2 separate regions of the Columba livia genome follow, and region 2 is linked to region 1. A link is a contact called in public Hi-C data. All regions are on one chromosome and are shown on one strand. The core of a region is the stretch at or near the end of the contact, and the rest is flanking DNA. Distances in the headings are between cores, read along the strand shown.

Region 1 (3,146 bases), core at 562-3,061:
ACTTGCTGCTTCAAAGACAGAGGAGCAGAGGTTTGAATTAGGAGGTTTTAGAAGATTAGTAATCAGGCTTCTTGAGCTTACCATGAAATTTATGAGATAATATATACCAACACTAGATATGAATAAGTGCTTACTGCCTTTTGTCTGAGAGTGAATGCTGCAACATGAGTCATAATTATTTAGGCCAAAATTTCTAATATTCTGCATTTCCTTTTGGTTAGCAGGAGTACTTCAGAAAGTGCCTGCTGGGGTGTAAACACGACTAAAATGACCAGCTTACTTCAGAGACTGCCTGCTGTTCTAGCGCCCAGAACAGAACGGATGGTCAGAACGGTTAGAGCTGTAGATAGATGAACAGACCTGATAACGGGCCTTTTTCTCCAAAGCACCTACAAAGGAGAAGGTCAGAGCTGGGCATCCTCAGCTGCCCTTGTACATGTGCAACTTAAACACCTATTTATTTTCATAGGACAAATGCTGAACTCGTTAGCCCCACAGAACTTCACCGAGTGTGACACTACAGCAACCAGTACACATTAAATACATTCACATACGCACAGCATCTTCAAGATCAAATGCTCAGATGCCCTTGAAGAAGTACAGCTTCATCGTGTGGAGTGGACAGTCCCACCAGGATGATTAAGTGATCACACACCACTATGGCTGAAGCACATTAAATATTTTGTTCTCCCTGTGATATCACTATTATTTGGCACATCTTAAAAAACTGGTGTTAAAACAAAAACGCATTCTGGAGTCAGGGCCATATTTGCCTCTTTTCTTAGATGTACAACTGCTTTTTCAAGGCAGCAGCTTCTCATAATCCAGTCCCATGTGCCTTGAATCTAACCCAGTTATAGCACTGAAGCTCTTTCCCTTTTCAGTGTCAGTACAAAGAAAACTGGGGACTAGCTCCTAGTCCATGCTCTGGCAGCTTTAATACTGTCCTAAGTAGGTTACTGAGGATTACTTTTGGCACTGCTCGAGCAACTTAACTGCTGTCAAGCCAGTGTACCCAATTTTGTGCCAACTGCTTCTTGTTCTCTTCTAAATCAGGGAAGTAACATTAAAAAGTGCCAGGGAGCAAGCTGGGGACTGGGGCTACAGTGTACAACGGTCCAGTGATCAGTGCGAGCGTGAGGAATCCAAAGGGGACACTCAGAGACCAGACCCACCTGGAGCAGTCCTTGAGCTACTGTAATTCGCTTGGGCACAGCACAGAGAGAGCAGTGCCTCCTCCGAGGCTGTGCCAAATACTCTGGCAATTCTTGATATTTTGTCCCTAAGTCAGTATTTCCTAAAGTGTTACGTTATCCTTCCTTCCTCAAAGTTCTACCTGAATTCCCTTCACTCTGTGGGACCGCAAACAGCTCAAAGGGGGTATGTAGCACCGACCCGAAACAAGACTGAGCTTTCCAGAAGTTAGAACTGTGCAGCTGCCAAGACCCCTGCAAAATATCAGCTTGCCTGACTGCTTTGAAATTGAGGAAATAGGACACTGACTGTAGGTCACTACATCACAGATATTATAGTTAAAAAGAACTTTTTGGGGGGTCATAGTTCCTCTCCCATCCGCTATTGCAGAACTTGCTTCCATGCTGAACTCTTAAGGGTTAACTGGCATTGGGTGGAGGAGGGGGGAACCAGAGGTCAGCTCATGTTCTGATACCAGTGAACTCACAAGTTACTCCTCAAGCATGTAGTTTCACCCTAGGTTCTTCCTGCCAGCGATTCCTCACTTTAATCACACACCCACAGCAACCCAGATCTTTAAATTCAGCAATTCTTTCTCAGGTTTCAGCAAGTCATTGGCAGCCTGAGCTATTTTGGGGATATTTTCTCTACTGCAGATGCAGCTCAGGAAAACGCAGGGAGCATGCTAAAGACCTGCAGCTATTTGCCTTGTACAATTTGCTCATTTCTCTTTATTTCTCTGTTTTCCTGCACTGATCACTTAAAGGACAATCTCTCTTGCAAACAAAATCCCCGGAGCCTGATTAGAAGGACTGACGGCTCCCAGACACGGATTGCCTGCCAGCCCCAGCACGGTAAGGACATGGACACTTTTGGCTAGCCTCGCATTGCAGCTTTTTCAGCTTTGCTGAACGTTTATTTGTGTCCATCGCTTCCAAATCAACACTGCTGGCATGGCAGGCAGTCTCCAGCTCCTGGTCTCCATTTTCATTCCCTAAAATCCTCAGCACTTGTAAGTAACACATTTATACTCACCGTCTCTTTGTGTGTTCTAGAAATCAATGACTGACACTCATTTTGATGAGTTCCAGGGGTTGGGGTTTTTTCCTTACATTTTAGCATCTTTTGGAGATCTGTAATTTGTAATCCTGATTGAAACTGTGGGTATTTCTATTGCCTGATCTTCTCTATTTCAGATATACTGTGAGCCTTATTATTTAGCTTAGCAAATTATTCTAATCAGGGAATGATTTTATGTACGGTAGATGGGAACATTATAAAAAAGACCTGCTACTGCTGATTTATAGTTCTTCTCTGCATAGCTTGTGTGCCGGCTCTGCTATAATACCTTTAAGCTGCCACACAGCAGTGCGCTAACACTACAAAGACATGTACAGCATCAAACCAACGCAGCAGAGCGAGCTGTACTAAAAACGAATAGGTTTTATCATGCCGTTCTTTTTATATATGCTCACAGAAATGCACCAAGTAAGCTCGGCAAAAATGGCGAGATTCCAATTTTATAGGACATAACTATTTTACTGAAATACTTGTAAGAATAGTTTAACATCCTCAGGGATATTTTACTTATACATACTATTGCAGGAGGATGAATGCAGCTCATGTCTAATAAATGTACAAACCAAATCCTGTGAATATCTGGTGACAGGAATTAGAAAAGGGATTCTTTGGGTCCTTTCCTGTACTTCAGGCTTTTTAGAAAAACTGGAATTGCTTTATCCTTTCTTGTTCAGTAATGCGATGATTGCAAACAGAGAATTCCCCCGGGGGCTTAATGTACATCATCCAAATATTTGACTGCAACTCGGTGTTTGTTGTGCTATTAGGAGAGGTTTTAGAAAGCCTGACTTTGCACAGAGCCGGGGAGGCCGCCTCTGGTAGAAGCAGCGATCCAAAGCTACCTGTGTGTGCTGCCAGCACGGCCGGGAGCG
Region 2 (3,162 bases), core at 392-2,891, 71 kb after region 1:
AAACTATTTCACGTTAACTTGTTCTTTCTTAGAATTGCGACTTGAGTGCATCTATAGAGACAAGTGATATTTTGTGAATTGATTAAATGAGGGTTCAATTCAGCAATGAAGTCACCTTGTAGATTTTTGTCTTAACTACAGTATCTGTTTTGGGGTAAAGTGGTGATATTAGGTGAATATTGAGAGACTTGCTGGAGAAGTGACGAATTCTGGAGACTTCTTTATATGCTCTTAGGGATTTGAGTGCTCAGGCTTAGAGTTCTAAATGTAATTGAGCAGTTCATTTTGTTAATTATCTAAACTTTGCCATCTGCTGGAGAGCCTTTTAGTGACATTATAATTTAGTCCAGTTGGAGCTCAGAGTTTTCTGGCTAGTCTGTTATCATGTGTTCCCCAAACAAAAACCTACACACCAAACGCTGGTCAGTTTTGTTATTCATTTTTCACATAAGCGCCTGGAATGACTGTGACGAGCTCTTACTGTGTTCTGCTGTGAGGCTGGTTTAAGTGCTGCCGGTTTTGCTTTTCATGGATCAAACCAGGACATTTCCATGGCAATTGACACCTTTCAGCTTCCCCGGTGTTTGCAGGAGTCTGACGGAAAAACGGTCGCATCTTTTTGAATGCCGTTGTCCTCGATTATCCCAGCGTGGTGGGAGCTGCAGGGAGGGCCGAGGGACAATACAGAAAGGCAGAAAAGCAGCTGCCGCCTTTGAAGCAACTCCTGCACGTGCAGCTGCTTTACCTTGGGTGCCCCTGCGGTCAGAGGGCGCTCGGGCTGCACGCCGAGCGGCGCAGGCAGCTCCGCACGGCTCTTCCCAGCTGATGTGCTTCAGCTCTACAGGTATGGAGCATATGGAGCACTTACAGTTTGGTGCTACACCCCTGCAAACGCGCGGTAGCTGTAATTTGCGATCAGCTGTGCCTCATGGGTGAATATTCGGGATTTCACATACCTTTGTGCAGCCCTACCACAAAACTATTACTGAAGCTCTGCTACATCTTAAGATGTTTTATTTTTCAGTGTAATAGGACATAACTGTATAGGAATGCAAAATGATCCCCCACGCCCTGCAGCATTAAGAGTATGAGAAAAATGCAGAGTTTTTCATCTGTTTGTTCTTTCTTTGCATTCAAGGAGAAAATTAAGTCCTTCAGAACCGCAGAAGGGATACAGTGGAAGAATTCTAGCTTCAGGAAACAGGAAGGAAGTTGAAGCGGTAGAAACTTGACTCTTAGTAATGTAATACAATATTGTACTACAATATTACTTGGTGGATTTCTTTAGTTCTAACGGTGTTCTATTTCTGATGAGAGCACATTGCAGAGCTGTGACTTTTGTGATCGTGCTTTTCCACTCGAAGACCTTAACAGCACATCCACAAAATTACCTTAAACTTTAAGGGACCACCCCACACAAGCCTTCATTGTTTCCTTGATATATTATAGCAGTAAGAAGTAAAAATTCATTGCAGGCATTATGTCCATACAGTGTAACGTTATTGTGACATAAGGAGTTTATTTGGAAGAATCCAGAGTGTGATGGAATGTTTCTCTGGGTAATTGTTAGAGCGGCAGTAAAAACATCTTTATTCTGTTTTTCTTCTAAAAAGCTCAGTTTAAATTTATGGAAGCCTGAGCTTTTACAGCCTCTGTGGTTGTGAGCTTGCTTTTCTTAGGAGCAGTTTTGTAATGCTGAGGAGTTTGATGATTCCCAGCTGTGATTTAGGTGGCTCTGATGGACGCAGCTGAAGCAGCAGCAGCCGGCAGCCCTCGGGGGCTGGGGCAGCGTCTGCAGGTGTATTGACAGACACAGGGGGTGCAGAGGCCCCGCAGCATCCCAGCCCGTGTTAGTCCTGCCGTATGTGCTGCGGAGTTACCCGAGCGTGTGCTGCGAGCCGAGATAGCCAGAGGAAGAAATCGAGGTTAAAATAAAGGTTTGTCTGGGAAGTTTTAGTGCCCCTAGAATGATTCTAGAAATACCTCTCTTGTTGTTTTAAACTGGTGAACTTGTTTGGGAAGAACCGCTGTGATCCCACAGCAGTATCAGCGATACCAATGTGGTTTGTATGGGTGGCACAATGCACGTGTGCGCACACAAAAATACCGTTAAGACTATAATTGAAGCCATTAAATACTTTTCCACTTGTGTCTGCGCTCCATATCAAACTCAGTATGTATTCCAGAACTTTCTGAAGATGTCCGTAACCCTGTGCCTCCCCGCTGTGGTGACTGTGGCGTTGGCTGCTGGCACCGCTTCTGCACAAATGCAGTATCAGTGAGTTCGTACAGCACGAGGAACAGGCGGTAGAAAATACTGAAATAAGCATGATGGAGAACCGGTTGAATGCCGTATATCCTAATTGTCTTTGTTCAGGTTTCAGAAGTACTCCAAAGAAAATACCTGAATTGTCATGGCTCCCCCCGCCCCCTTTTGTATTTGACTGATATTTACATTAATATTTTTATAACTTATGTCTTTCAAGAATTTCTAGGTCAATGACAAAGTGTTGACAAAAATCTTGATGTACAGCCATAAATACATACCATTTGTAATACAGCTTTTGTTAGCTTCGCCTGTCTTACAGTACCTTTTGTTCAGCACGGTTGTTGAACCCAGTCCCCTCGAGTGGGGTTGTTGAGGCTTTGCTGGGTTCTGTCACCACCAGCAACAGCCACTTCTGTTTGATTCCTGACCACGAAGCGTTTTGACGTGACTTGTATGAACTCACCCCAACTGGGTGTCTTGTCGCAGATACAGAAACGAGGGTGTCCCAGGGGTGGGTGACCCTGCCTTGTTCTGTATGAAGCTGCTGCTCCCACCCAGAACCTTGCACTTTTTATTCTTATTTTAGCATGTCTTAGATGAATAACTTCACCAACCAAGAAGTTTAGGTGTCTTGACTCCTAAAGATGAAGTTTTTAAGGTCTGTTGACATCTGAATTCAGAAAAAGCTTTGAAATGTAGTTGTTCTCATCCCTGTTGTCTGAGTCAGAGATCAGGAAAGCACTGAAGTGAGCAAATCTCTGTGGTAGATGGTTCTTTTCTTCCTTGTCAATCAGTGATCTGAACTGGTAATAAAAACTCTATATTGCTTTGTCCTTCGGGATATGGTGAACAAATCAAAGTGTTTTCTCAGAATGTTTGAGGTGCAACCCTGG

What was found. Hi-C and Micro-C count contacts between places; a contact is called where the count stands out from the background.
Region 2: a contact with region 1 is called in a Hi-C map of crop, with 2.3 times the contacts expected there. The contact joins the enhancer-like site here to the promoter of AMMECR1 in region 1. A contact is called at or near these places in 2 of 2 Hi-C or Micro-C datasets (crop and liver).

Annotation. Positions count from the first base shown.
Region 1 is chr12:2,604,236-2,607,381 of bColLiv1.pat.W.v2, forward strand. It overlaps AMMECR1 (AMMECR nuclear protein 1), which reads left to right and starts at 1,812. Exons shown (of 6, transcript XM_065077260.1): 1 at 1,812-2,048. The coding sequence starts at 1,877.
Region 2 is chr12:2,675,705-2,678,866 of bColLiv1.pat.W.v2, forward strand. All of the region lies in intron 2 of AMMECR1 (AMMECR nuclear protein 1), which reads left to right. Among named protein-coding and RNA genes, the nearest start is that of ACSL4, 55 kb to the right of the region's middle. Within about 2 kb of position 1,642, at least 1 of the 3 cell types and tissues checked has an H3K27ac peak away from gene starts, as active enhancers do.